Regions from separate parts of the Rattus norvegicus genome. Here region 2 is linked to region 1. A link is a contact called in public Hi-C data. All regions are on one chromosome and are shown on one strand. The core of a region is the stretch at or near the end of the contact, and the rest is flanking DNA. Distances in the headings are between cores, read along the strand shown.

Region 1 (7,284 bases), core at 478-2,977:
TTTTCCATTGTTATTGAAAACCAGACACTGTTATCAATATTTATAGTGTGTTATGAGGTTGCCATGTTCAGTGCACTTAGAGAAAAGCCTGGTGGGGGATCTGGGAGGGAAGTGAAAAACAGTGTTGTGGTGTGTGTGTACCCATGTGAGTGCATCTGTCCATCCATCCTCTTTTACACTGAGAGATGTGTGATCCACCTATTTCTTAAAACTCACTTCCCAATATTCTCTTTGTTCCAACTTTCCAGAACTACCGGCTGTTCTCCTAAATCACTGGCTCTCTACCTTCTTAATGCTTCAACCCTTTAGCTTTAGGACAGCTCCTCATGTTGCAGTGACTCCCAACCATAAAATTATTTTCATTGCTACTCCATAACTGTTAATTCTGCAAATGTTATGAATCCTAATGTAAATATTTTTTTGAGATAGAGGTTTGAAAAAGGGTCGGTGACCCACAGTTTGAGAACTGCTATCCTACATGTTGCCCTTGCTAAACGCAGACCCTACCTGAGCTGCTCCTTCCTCCTCAACAAACCACTGCAGAGATAGTCCTTAAAATGCCAGTTCAGGGGCTGGGAATTGTGGTGCAGGTGGCTAAGCCTGTGCTTAGTAATCATGAGACCCTGGAGTTCACGCTTGGCAGTGGATAGCAGGGCATGGTAGCACACACGTGTAAGCCTAGCATTCAGGGAGGCAGGTTAGTCAGAAGTTGAAGGTGGGAGCTAAAGATGTGGATCTCAGTTAAGAATTGGTATTGTTCTTACAGAGAACATGAGTCTGGTCCAGGTGACTCTCGATTGCTAGTAACTCCAGCTCCTGATCATCTGACACCTTTTCCTCTGGCCTCCAAATTCATCTGCACACATGGGTATATACCAATCCACAAACACATATTCATTTACATAACTTACATAATTAAATTGGTCAAGGTTATCCTCAGCTGCACAGCAAGTTCAAGGCCAGCCTGAGCTACCTAGATCCCCTCTGAAGAACATGTAAGTCATCTCCTCCTACAGTCTGTTTTACCCTCTTTTGGAGAGGCATGCTTTTACCATACACTGTACATTTTACGCCAGCTTCAATGATTACATTTTGTCTGTTTGGGAGAGGGCCTCACTATGCAGTCCTGACTGGCCTAGAACTCCCCATATAAACCAGGCTAACTTCACCTCCCTATATAAACCAGGTGCCTCCACCTCTTTAGTGCTAGGATTAAAGGCGTGCACCACCAAGTCTGTTGAGTTTTCTGTTGTTTCTTACTCCCAACTCTTGGCTGACATAGTACTAGAACCAGTAACACACGTTAACGGCTAACGGTTCCTGAATGAAATGGCTAGCGTGGCTCTGGAGACAGACCATAGAGTCATTCTGGGATACAGGGGGATGGGTGCCACAAGCAGGTTAGTTACAGAGGTGAAGCAAGCTACCCAAATTCAGGAAACGTCTACAGATGCCTCAACTGGTGGGCCTCCCTTCCCCAGCTCCGGTCGCACAGCTCGCCATTGCTGACAGGTTCACTGGCGGCTGCCCGGCAGCCTCACGGTGGCCCTGGGCGCCACACCGCGACCTCCCACTGTGGTGCGCGCCCTCCCGCTGCTCCATGGGTCTCACCTCGGTCCCGGATTCTGCCCTGCGAAAGTCGCTGCACATCGCCCCGCCAACTCCTCGGGTTCAACCTACCCGCCAGCAACGCCATTTAGCAAGAGCGTGAGACGCACAGCCAGTCAGCGCACCGGCCCCATGTGCGCGTGCGCACTGTGCGGGCTCCGGGCCAGAGAGGCCTGGAGCATGCGCAGTAACGCTGCGGCGCCCTCCGGTGACGCCAGTCTCCTGCGCCTCCTTTAGTCCGTTCGTTCTCTTCTGTTACTCATCTCAACTTGTCTTTATCAGGCAAAATTAACTTGATTTTGAATTTTATTTTATTTTTTTAGAGATGATTTCCTATTTTGTCCTGGCTGTTCTGGAACTCACTATGTAGAGATGGATTTCCTATATTGTCCTGGCTGTTGTGGAACTCACTATGTAGAGATGGATTTCCTATATTGTCCTGGCTGTTCTGGAACTCACTATGTAGACCAGACTGGCTTCGAACTTTGCCTGCCCCTGCTTCCTGATGCTAGGATCAAAGGCGATCACCACCTCTCCCAGTGCTCAGTTGTTCTAAAGAAACAAAGTAAATCTTCCTGCCAAGGTTGTGTATGCCTGTGATTCTAGCACTCAGGAGGCTGAGGCAGGGGAAATCACCAAGAGTCAGATCAGGCAATAGCCTGCGCTATGGCGTGAGATGGTGTCTTAAAAATGCTAGGACAAAAGTTTACAGATTTGGGCTTTTGATGTGTCAGTTGGTCCTAACAACTCCTGAGGCTGAAGCCAGATGATTGATTGAGTCCAGGAGACTACCCTGGGCAGAACAGCGGAACCGGAATAAAAGGAAACGAGCAAGCACGTTCTTTTGTCCTTCTTGAAGCAAAAGCTCTGATTGGCTGTGTTATTTATCGATAACTGGAGTGGGAAGGGAGAAGTGTATATTGAATTGAAAAGAACTGTGGAAATACACTGAGCTTGTGAAATTTTCAAACTCTTAGTTTGTTTAGGTTGTTTGTTTGCCTTTGTGTGTGTGTGTGTGTGTGTGTGTGTGTGTGTGTTATTTGTATTTCATAAGTTCTAGAAATACAGGCCAGCAGCAGTCCTCTATGTAATTCTAGGCATCAACACTTCAGTGCATGCTAGTTAAGCACTCTTGCAGATGAACTATATTCCCTGACCCTTTTTGTTTAGATCTTGGGTGAAGGAAGAAGTAGAGAGTAGAATAATTTTATTACTATTGCCTGTCAAATGTCCATTGGTTAAATACAGATAGAATATTTATACTTTGTATAACTGTGAGTACAAATATTATGTACATAGTACACATGGATGTCTGTACAAGACATACTACCACACATCGGATTTGAACTTTTCTAGGAATATGTCACAGGAGACATGCCTGGAGTTTACAACTTATTAGGTCAGTTACTGGAACTCCTGAAAATTCACTTTCCAACATATATGTAGGCTGTTTCCTTGTGAAGAGGTATGAGGTTGTCTCTTGTCATATTCTTGAAGCTGTGTAGTTAATTATCTGTAGTGACTAGTTTATGTCATCTTGACACAAACTAGAATTATCTGAAAGTGAGGTGCCTCAATTGAGGAAATGCCTCCATAAGGTCTGGCTGTAGGGACTCTCTCTCTCTCTCTCTCTCTCTCTCTCTCTCTCTCTCTCTCTCTCTCCCTCCCTCCCTCCCTCCCTCCCTCCCTCCTTCCCTCCCTCCCTCCCTCCTTTTGTTTTCTTTAAGACAGGGTTTTTCTGTGTAAGCCCGCTGTCCTGAAACTTGATTTGTAGACCAAATTCAAACTTAGAGATCCACCTGTATCTACCTCCCAACTCGATGGGATTAAAGACATGCACCACCATCACCACCAGATAGGGTATTTCTTAGTGATTGATAGGGGAGGGCTCAGCCCATTGTGGGTGGGGCCGTCCTTGGGCTGGTGGTTCTGAGTTCTATAAGGAAACAGGCCAAGCAAGCCATGTGGAGCAAGCCAGTAGGCAACATCCCTCCATGGCCTCTGCATAAGCTCATGCCCCCAGGGTCCTGTCCTGTGTGAGTTCTGCCTTCACTGCTTTTGATGATGAATTGTTACCTGAACTGTGAGTGAAATATACACCCTCCCTCCCTAAGTTGCTTTTGGTTGTGGTGTTTCGTCACAGCAGTCATATCCCTAAGATGTGAGAGTGCTTTGTAAATACCAGGTGCTGTTCTCAGTGCCTTGTATACACTGATCTACCGACTCCTCGGCCCTGCTGTAATTGTGCACGTTCAGAGGGTAACAAGAATGGACACCATCTAAGCTCTGGTTACTTTACAGGGACAGTGTAATGGGTGGATAGAATAATGCAAAATTGCAAGTAAATACCACATATACAAATAAGAGCTTTAAAAAGCCTTGATGTGAAAGGAGATATTTTTTAATATATATAAGATCTGGGGAGGTGTGTGTATATGTGTGTTTACATATTGAAAGAGTAATAGCTGGGCATGGTGACACACATATGTAAAACCAGCATTTGGAAGTTTGAGGAAAAGAGTAAACAAACGAAAGCCAAACAAAAGATCCTGGGTGATATCACCAGACACTTGCTATAATTTTAATAGGGGCAAAGGGATGGTTCAGGGTAATGGGACTTGCTGCTGAGGTTAATGACCTGAGTTCAATCCCAGGACTCACTTGGTAAAAGGAGAAAAACCAATGTCTACACACATATGCACACAAGTAGATGTAAAAGAATAATTTTAGAAGGAGGGAGGAAAGGAAGGAGAGGAAAGAAAAAAACTTTTTAAAAAATATATTAAATTTCCTTTGTATGAGAGTTTGCTTCCACATACCTTTCTGCACCACATGCATCCTTGGTGTTTGCAGGGGCACAGAGGGCACTGGATCCCTGGAGCTAGATCTAGAGATGGCTTACAGTGGACCATCACGTGGGTGCTGGGAGTCGAACCCCAGTGCCCTGGAAGAACAATGTTCAGTCTTAACCACTGAGTCATCTTTCCAGACCTGAAAGAACATTCTTGATCCTTAGTAGTATGCAGAGAAGGGAGTTAAGAACCTAAAGAGTTAGGCGAATGTAGTGTGTGGCAGAAGTTATCTCACCAGGAGGACTTCCCACCGGACTTGTCATAATATCATTTTATACACATCAACTATCCCATCCACCATACATACTCTCTGCTCTCTAAGAATGCGTCAGGACACTGGCACTTATGCCACCGTCTCACACACTCCTCAGACTGTGTCCAGAGCTCAGTGATGTATGACTGTAGTAACTCTGGCCATCAACGTCAAGGTGACAAACCACCTCTCGGTTAGAAAAGCCCAGACTCGTGTGTGCCATCCTTCTGTCCTGCAGGTTCATTAGAGGCCTATAGAGTAGCATTGCCTTGTGGGTTTCATATTTAGTGCTAACAATGCTCTATAAATGAGTCGCAGTGGGCTTGGTGGCAAGTTACACAAGGCACTGCTTTTGTTTATTTTAACAATAAAAGGGCTGGAGAGATGGCTCAGCAGAGAACCTGGGTTTCATTTCCGGCACCACCTGGAGGCTCACACCTGTAATTCCAGTTCCAGCCTCTTCTGGGCTCCGTGAGCACCATGCAGGAAAGAAAAACACCCAAGCATATAAAAATAATTTTTAAAATCTGAAACAATGGGCCTTGCTGAGTCGCATGCTGAAGTCCAGAATATGGCCAGCTAAGAGTTAGTTAATGAGAAGCTCAGTTAGACAAACAGGGTACATAGCAAGATCCTGATGCAGAAAACAAAACCAGGCAAAATGGGAATATCACAGAATGTAGACTCATGAAAGGCCTGTGACTCTTTGAAGCATCGGGAAGCAAGTCAACCTGTGAGGAGGCCAAGGGAAGTTCTGATTGAGACAGGGTCTCATACTGTAGCCCAGGATGGCCTGAGACTCATGATGAGCCTGCTGCCATTGCCTCCTGAGGACAGAAACAGAGACTTTATGACCACACCCAGCTGGGCCTGAGTTCTCTCTTATAGTCACAAAATGAGGATTTTTACAAACCATAAAAACAAGCCATTGAGGTGGTTTAGAATAAAAACATGTACAGTGCAAGCCCAGGGACCTGAGTTCAATCTGTGGAAACCGCATAAAGAGAAGGCGAGAACCATCTCCAAAAAGTTTTGCTGTCCGAAGTATGACAGTGCCCACACATCATACGTGGGAGTGGAAATTATGAAGACCCACAGAGAGGACGGAGACAGATGGCAAAGGATCTGGCATGGGGTTCACTTTCAAAAATGGTGGCTGTCATCTAGTCTAATGGCCTTACTTCACAAAGGAGAAAATAAAGGCTGTGTCAGTTGCTTTTCTATTGCTGTGATAAAACACTGTGGCCGAGGAAACTCATAGAAGAAAGAGTTTACTTGTGCTCCTGATTCTAGAGGGCTGTAGCCCATGATGCTGTAACAAAGGCATGGCAGGAGCAGGAAGCTGAGAGCCCACATCTTGAATATAAGCGAGCAGCAGACAGAGGAAGCGGGCAATGATGAAACTCTTTTTAGATTTACTTATTTTACTTTGTATGTGTAAATGTTTTACCTCTGTGCTTGTTTGTCCCGTGCATGTGTACCTATTGGATTCCTGAAACTGGGGTTACAGATGTTTGTAAGTCACCATGGGTGTTGAGAATCATACCTGGGTCCTCCACATTAGCAACAAGTGCTCTTAAGATGTGATCTTTTTAAATGTAAATGCACACCCCCTGTGATGTGTTTTCTCAGCCGAGGCTACTACATCTGCTGGAATTCCCCCAAACAGTGCTACCAAACTGGGAACCAAGTGTTCAAGCACTAGAGCCTATGGGAGATAGTTCATCAAATTACCACAAGGGCATTAGGGTCCCAGAAATTTGACATCTGGTCCAGGCCCACAGAGGGAGAGCTGACCTGATAGCAGGTGTTGTGTCTCTCCCTCATTCCAAGACCTGCTCTCCTACAGCACCACTCTTCTTGATCTGACACCAACAAATCTCACAGATGCAAAGCCCAACCTCAATAGCCATTGAAGTAAAGCCTTAAATAGAACTTTCATTTCTTTCTGATAAATTTAAGTAAATTCATTTGGAATCATTTCATACTAATGCAAATATCCTTAGGGGGAAAAAATCTCTCAAGGTGTCAGTATATATTTCCTGAGCTAAATACTTACTCTCGGTTTTTCCTTTTTCTTTTCTTTCTCTTTTTCTCTTTTCTTTTTTCTCTTTCTTTCTTTCTTTCTTTCTTTCTTTTTTTTTTTTTTTTGAGACAGGGTTTCTCTGTGTAGACCTCTGCCCTGGAACTTAATCTGTAGACTGGGCTGGCCTGAATTCTTCTGCCTCCCAAGTGCTAGGATCAAAGGGCTACACCAGCACATTTGGCTTTCCTCTCATAAAATTTAGAAAACACTTGCAAAATATTTACATTTTGCACCTCGGTCTATTGAACTTAAGCCCTATGTCTTCCTCCCAGCCTCATGCTCCCAGAAATAAGATTCAGACTCAAAATGTATTTACAAATGCCTTGGCCTTATAGCTAGCCTCTTCTCTGACTAGATATAAGTTTAAAAAGAATCTGACCTATTCTAGCCTACATTCTGCCAAGTGACTGGCTACCTGTGCTCAGGTACCGTGTATCTCTCTCCTCACACCTTTCCAGCAATCTCCCACTTGGCTCTATCCCAGA
Region 2 (7,043 bases), core at 610-3,109, 170 kb before region 1:
CCCCAGGAAGACAGGGTCTCAATACATACCTCTGACTGGCCTGGAATCTCACCAGCAAAGGCTACGATTCCTCTTTTCGGATAAATTTCTCTTGGAGGCTAAATTACACCTGTGCAGTTTTATCAGTTTATTCCTACTCTCAAAAACTATTTAAAATCTTTATAAAAGATCAATTATAAAAAGTACACGTGCAAATTTTAAATTTCAATATTGCACAAACAATGGAAATTTGACTGCTACCCAGGAAAGGCAGCCTGTATTTTTGGAGTAACAAATTTGATCACTTTAGTAACTAAGTTTTGAGGCTGCAGAGATGACTCAGAGGTTCAGAGCTCTGGCTGCTCCAGAGGATTTGGTTCAATTCATAGCACCTACATGGCAGCTTGTGACAGTAACTCCAGCCGGGATTTGGCACCTCACACAGACATACAGGCAGACAATGAGAATTATTTAAAAAACTCAATCCCGAGGTGGAGAGATAGTTCCTCCTGCAGAGGAGCACCCAAGTCAGGTGGCCTACAACCAGCAGTTCCAAGGAACCCGGCGCCCTCTCTGGCTTCTGCAGTCATACCAGGTACCATGTAACTAGAGAGTTCTAAACCAGTCAGTTAAAAAAAAAAAAAGAGAGGTGAGATCCTGTCTCAAAAAACCCTCCAAACCTAACACACATCCAAAGAAAATCACTACCACTTATAACAACAACAACAACCACAAAAATGATCTGGGCCATCCAGTTCGTTCAATGTTCCCTTTCTGGAACCAAAACCAGTTAGTATTAATGTTGACGTTATCACTTAACCTCTCTCTTTCCCTGATTTCGAAATGAGGTCTATTCCACTCAGCCGAGCTTAAGGAGCTGTGAGGGAATGAAGGCGGTGTGCGTCGGAGGGAGGGGGTGGGGAGTGGGAGGAGAAGGAGTTGAAAGGGGCGGGGCGGGGTCCAGAGGCAAGTGTCGGTCGCAGCTGCACTGAGTTTGGGGACCCGGACCAGGTATCGAGGCCTGGAATCCCAGACCCGCAGGAAGCAGGAAGCAACGCAGCTAAGAGGGAGAAAAGCTGACAGAAACCGGGAATGTCCGCGGGAACAGACTCAACAGGGACCAGCTGGGATCCGCCGCGGACCGTAGGAGGCTGGGCGCCTGGCGCGAGAGGCCAATAGGCGAACGAGCCGAAAGAGGGGCGACGCAAGGCCAAAGGGAGGGATAGCCAGGCTGGGGGCGGGGACTCTAGGAACACGTGGCCAATGGCAGGGCGAGCTGGGTTGGGGCGTGGCCCCTGGTGTGAAGCCAATAGTAGGGAGTACGGCCTGGGTGAGGCCAATGGGAGCTCGAGGGTGGAGGGGGAGCCAGACCCGGAAGGCAGTGGGGGCGGGGAGCCGCGATGACAACCTGTCAAGTCCACTTCGGGACGAACTAGGTCACGCGCTTCTTGTTGCTCCGGCGCTCCCGCCCCGCGAGGCCCTGCGGGTGGCCCTGGGGCCCAGCGGCTCCGCTTCCTCTTCCTGCCCGCGGGGGTGGGGGCGGGGCGGACACCTGCCGTTAACAAGCCCGCTCCAACCTCGGGGCTGCTGAAGGCCGCCTAGCCCGCGGGCCCGCGCCCACCGATCGGCCCGGAGCCAGATCCGCGGTCTCCTGCTCCGGCCGTGGGCTCGGGAAAGCGCACAGCGCACTACTTGTCGCGGAGGGATCGGGCTCCTGCAGTTACCTGTCCTGCACTCGGACCTGACCTCGGCCCAAGGGCCTCAAATCCGCCTCACAGAGAAGTATAACAGGTTCGGATCCGCGCTCTCGACCTCACAATGGCGCCGGTGTCCAGCCACTGTTACGCAGCATCCCGTACACTTATTCGCCCAGAGCGTCGCTGCCTAGGGGACCGCGGCGGGGCCCTTCTCCCACTCGCTCATTCAGATGATGAGAATGTCCCCGCATGACACCGGGACGCTGTTTTAACAATGCCCAACTCTGCTCTTTCAAACTGCACACACTTAAAGGTGACATGGCCACAGACGCTGGGTTGCAATACTATATTGGAATTCTGCACTAATTATTTGAAAGCTTACAGTACTCTACAGCGAAACGACAGATTAAAAAATTGCATTTTCGTACGAACACAGTACTTTAACCAATGAATATTTTATGAATATTTTCTATTCAGTATTTTAAAAACCAAATGAGTGGTTCTTCAGTGAAAGAATTTTGTTTTGCCTTAAAATTTTAGCCTTTATGGAAGGCACATTTATTGCAATATGCACAGATATAAATTTTGTACATTTAAAATAGCCTTTATAACCTTTTTGTAGTTCTTTTGAAGCCCCTCCCACTCTTGACATTCTTTCATTCCTATTAATCTTAAGTTTGGTTAAATAGTTTTTAAATTAAACATAAAAAACAAGCCTACTAAATTAGCATTAACATTTGAAGATTGGGTTTTCATGTTTATTACCATGTAGCATTACTAGGAACCGGAAGTCCAACCTTATTAAAAATTAAAATTCAGCAAGACAGGTCTTTATTGTGAAGTTATTATCTTTTCATTATAACTTTTTTTTTTTTTTTACAGACAGTTAATTTTCCAGAGGGAATTACTGCTCCTGCCTTTAATCAATTTGGTTAAGAATCCTCTGCCTTCAAATATATAAAAATGTTTATGTATGATTTATTTTATTTTATAACACTTTTATTATTTGGGGGTGGAAGGCCTGTGCCACTGTGGGAGCATAAAGGATAGAGGACAACTTGTGGGCATCCTGTTCTTTTAGCGTGTGGCTTCTAGGGATGGAAGGCATTCCCGCCCTTGACAGGTCTCATGTAGCTGGCCTGGAGCTCACCTGCATAGATCATGCTGACTGAAATCTCCGAGATCCCTCTGCTTCTCTACCGCTGGGATTAAACATTGTCTTTCTTTCTATGTGTCTGTTTATGCCCCCTCTATGTATGTGGAGCTGGAGTTAATTCCAGATTGTTGTGAGCCAGCTCTGGGTGCTGGGAAGCGATCTTGGGTCCTTGGAAGAAGCAGCAAGCACTCTTAACCCAGGTGACAGGCGCTGGGCCACACCTCTTTTTCGTTTTTAATTTTCAGGATTTTGAAGTCTTTTCCTATTGAAGCTGTTTCATTCTCCCATCTCCTTGGGAACAGAGCCCAGAACTTGCTGGTGCTCAGTGCTGTGGTCAGTCTTTACCGTGGGATAATACAAGCAGGCTGTGCAACCTCAGAGGTTTTCTGTCAACAACAACAAACTTGATATTGGTAACAAGCAAAGTGAACACCTCCAGAGCATAAGTGTGAGCTGCTGTCACTATACCGTGGCCTGGGGACTGAGTGTGAGCTGCTGTCACTATATGGTGGCCTGGGGACTGAGTGTGAGCTGCTGTCACTATACGGTGGCCTGGGGACTGAGTGTGAGCTGCTGTCACTGTACCGTGGCCTGGGGACTGAGTGTGAGCTGCTCTCACTATACCGTGGCCTGGGGGCTGAGTGTGAGCTGCTGTCACTATGCCGTGGCCTGGGGACTGAGTGTTAGCTGCTGTCACTATACCATGGCCTGGGGGCTGAGTGTGAGCTGCTGTCACTATGCCGTGGCCTGGGGGCTGAGTGTGAGCTGCTGTCACTATACCATGGCCTGGGGGCCGAGTGTGAGCTGCTGTCACTATGCCGTGGCCTGGGGGCTGGGGGCTGGGGGCTGGGGACCCAGCCTGTAGGTATTATTACAGTATGGAGTAATGTTAAAGAAAGTTAAAATTTAAAATACAGCACAACCATTTTACTATATTAGGGTATGTTTTCCCACCATTAATAGAGAGTAGAAAAAATATTTTTTCTTTTTTTTTTTTTTTTTTTTTTTTTTTAAGGCAGCAACGAGGTTTATTGGAGCGTCCTAATACAGACGCTGGGGCTTGCCCATGGTGCTCTTGATGTACAGAGCCCGGACGTTCTGCCAGTTTTTCTTGAGTAAGGACACCAAGAAGTTGACAGCCAGGTGGATGTTGTAGACTAGCTCGTCATCGGTCATCTTCACGTGGCCGACGGCAACGGCCAGACACAGCACCTTCTTCATCTGGAACTTGATTGTGGAACTTGATTGTGGATTTCACCTCATCCACTTTGGCCACCATGTTTTCATTGTGTGTCAGCAGGGAGGGGAACTTGCCCGCCTTGTTTAGGCCTGGGCCCAGGATACGTGGGATTTGCTTGATCAGAGACTCGGAGGCCAAAAAGGCATCATACTTCTTGGCCAGCTTTTTGACCAACTTCTTGTTCTTGTTAAGCTTCTTGAGCGCCTCGATGTCCATGTGGGGGATATCCACGGCCTTGGCTTCATCACAGTGCTGCTGGTCCCCCAGGACGCACACGGAGAACTTGGGGCGAGGGGTGGACTTAAGCCTGACGGTGCCCGAGAAGCGTTTGTCCTTCTGAGGGTCGTAGTTCTTCAGGCTGATCTGCAGCTCCACCGTCTCCAGAAACTTGCGGCGCTTACGCTGGTTCCCGTGCAGGACTTCCCGCACCGCCTCGTAGAGGGTGTCGCGTGAAACTTTGCTGCTCATGGCTGCGGCTGCGGGAACCGGAAAAGAACTATTTTTTCTTTTTAAGGACAGGGCTTTTATGGGTATAGTGGCAAATGCCTTTAGTCCTAGTGCTTGGGGTTCCAGCCTGGTCTTCATAGCCAGTTCTAGGCCAGCCAAGGCTACACAGTGAGGCTGTCTCCAATAAAAATAAATAAATAGGATGAAGGCAGGGTTTTGTAAGATAGCACCGATGGGCCTGGCCTTTATGGGCCCTGCTGCCTCCACTTGTCTAGTACAGAAGAGTATACAAGTATACCTAGTATACTGAGTCCCAGTGGTACTGGGGGCTGAACCCAGGCTCTTGTGAACCTTAGGAAAGCAATTTTTGTTTTATTTTGTTTTAGTTCTGAGATAGGGTCTCAAACACCCAGTTGATGGCCATGAATTCAGTATGCATCCTAGGCTGGCTTCAACTGTTGGAGAATCCTCGGACTTGCCTCAGACTTCCGGATTGCTGAGATAAAGGCCTAGGCCACTTAGGGACAGCTCATTTTTCTTAAACATTTTAATATGGTGTGTCACTTTAAAAACTATTCAATCACAAGAAAACAAACTATTGGTATGAGCAGGGAAGAGCTGCAGCAGGAGGGGAGCAGCCCTTCACCTGGCCTGGGCAGCACCTCCCTTGACAGCTGGTAGAGCTGGTGCTGGTGCTGTGTGTGTCAGGACCCAGGCCTGAGGGACTGAGTTCAGGAAAGCTGGTCCTGTCTCTTGCAGGCTGCTGCATGCAAGGGAGCTGGCCCCGCCCCTTGGTCCCGCCCCTTGCCTCGGCAAAGCCAGAGAAACGGCAGACTGACCAACTCAGCTACTACCTACGCCCAGATCCACGGGCTTTGGGATGGCCATCTCTGAACTGTTGGAGCTTGTGAATGGGCCAGCCCTGCAGAACCAAAGCTGCAGGATCTCTGTGACAATGGGTAACAGCAGGGTGTCTGAGAGGAGCCCTGGTAAGGATCTAGTATTGATAGTGTAGCAGAAGCCAGGGGCCTCGAACCAGACCAGTGACAAACTACAATGAACATTTGCTAGTGAAGCTGTTTGGATAAAAGGGTGTGTACTGTGGGATGAGGCTTCTACAACAAGCTTTTCTGTTTCCAAGAGAGGCTGCAAGGGCAGAGGACAGATACAATGGGACGTGGAGGTGAGTGAGACTGGGGAACGTGATGCGAGAGTCACAAAGAATAAAAATAAAAAATTTAAAAAAAGATACTCCTTCCATTTTTTCTCAAATACACAAAGTTAGAAATAGGGCCTGTGCAGTCCTAGAACTCAGGGAACCGAATCAGTCTGGGCTACGTATCTGGTTCTAAGCTAGCTAGGACTAAAGTATAAGCATGAGACCGTGTTTCACAAGACCAGAATGCATTTAGCTCGAAGACAATTGATTTCTCACCAAAAACTAAAAGATGACAAAATCAGAAAGGTCCCAGGTTTCCAACAGTGTCATGTAAGCATACCATTTTGTACAGCCAAAAGAGAAACTATGGTGTGGAGGTGCAGCTCAGTGGCGGAATGCTTCTCTAAGCACGCAAGAGGCCTCGGGTTCAGCCTACAACATGGGGGAAAAGGGAAAAAGAAAATGCCATGAGTTGGTTCTGTGAAGAAAAAAGAAAGGGAACTCCAGAGCTGCAGGCATTACCATCTCCAGATTTCAAATATATTTTCCCAGTGGCCTCAGGGAACTGGGGCGTAAGACACATGGCACACTGAACACTGAAGTTAACACAGTGCAGAGGTGGCTGCCACATCCCACCTTCCCCTGCTGCCAGCCTTGAGGCCTGCTTCCCCAGAGGGAGACCATGTTGCAGCTGTAGAGCCTCTGGGGGTTGAGACAGCATCCGCACGATATCCCAGGTTATTTGTTTCAGTTTTTTGTGTTTTTGGTGTGTTCATTTTTTGAGAGGTTTGTGTGTGTGTGTGTGTGTGTGTGTGTGTGTGTGTGTGTGTGTGTGTGTGTAGCCTTGGCTGTCCTGAGACTCTGTAGACCAGGCTGACCTCAAACACACAGAGATCTTCCTGCCTCTGCCTCCTGAGTGCTGTGATTAAAGGCGTGAACCACCACTGCTGGCCTCTCAGGCTATCGAACTGTGTATAATATGAGCTGATCACAAACTCACAGTGATGCTTCTGTCTCAGTTTGCTAAGATCAAAGCCAAGGTATATGTGAGACCATGCCCAGCAAACCCGTTTCTACCCTGAGGGTATGTCGTGTCCCCCACCACCACCACCCCCACCCCTGTGCCAGAAATTGAGCTTAGAGCCTCACACATGCTAGGTAATCTCTCTACCACTGCACTCTAATCCTAGCCTGGTGTTTTCTCTGGCGTCTTCTGTCCTGTAATGGTCTTGCTCTTGCTCTGTGTCTTTTTTGTTTGTTTGTTTGTTTGTTATCCAGGCATATTTGATCGGGCTATGAAGCTCATCATTAATGATAGCTTTTTTTCTCTTTTCTTTTTTTCTCTTTTCTTTTTTCTTTTCTTTC

Evidence for each region. Hi-C and Micro-C count contacts between places; a contact is called where the count stands out from the background.
Region 2: a Hi-C map of liver shows a contact between it and region 1, with 2.1 times the contacts expected there. The contact joins the enhancer-like site here to the promoter of Xrcc2 in region 1. A contact is called at or near these places in 2 of 12 Hi-C or Micro-C datasets (liver and mammary epithelial cells) and 1 of 1 datasets of contacts at active chromatin or transcription factors (oligodendrocytes).

Annotation. Positions count from the first base shown.
Region 1 is chr4:10,152,285-10,159,568 of GRCr8, reverse strand. It overlaps Xrcc2 (X-ray repair cross complementing 2), which reads right to left and starts at 1,727. Exons shown (of 3, transcript NM_001109215.2): 1 at 1,612-1,727. The coding sequence starts at 1,650.
Region 2 is chr4:10,320,872-10,327,914 of GRCr8, reverse strand. It overlaps the pseudogene Rpl10a-ps9. Among named protein-coding and RNA genes, the nearest start is that of Cct8l2, 16 kb to the left of the region's middle. Within about 2 kb of position 1,859, at least 59 of the 93 cell types and tissues checked have an H3K27ac peak or open chromatin away from gene starts, as enhancers often do. A contact at or near this core is called in liver, where this site is marked.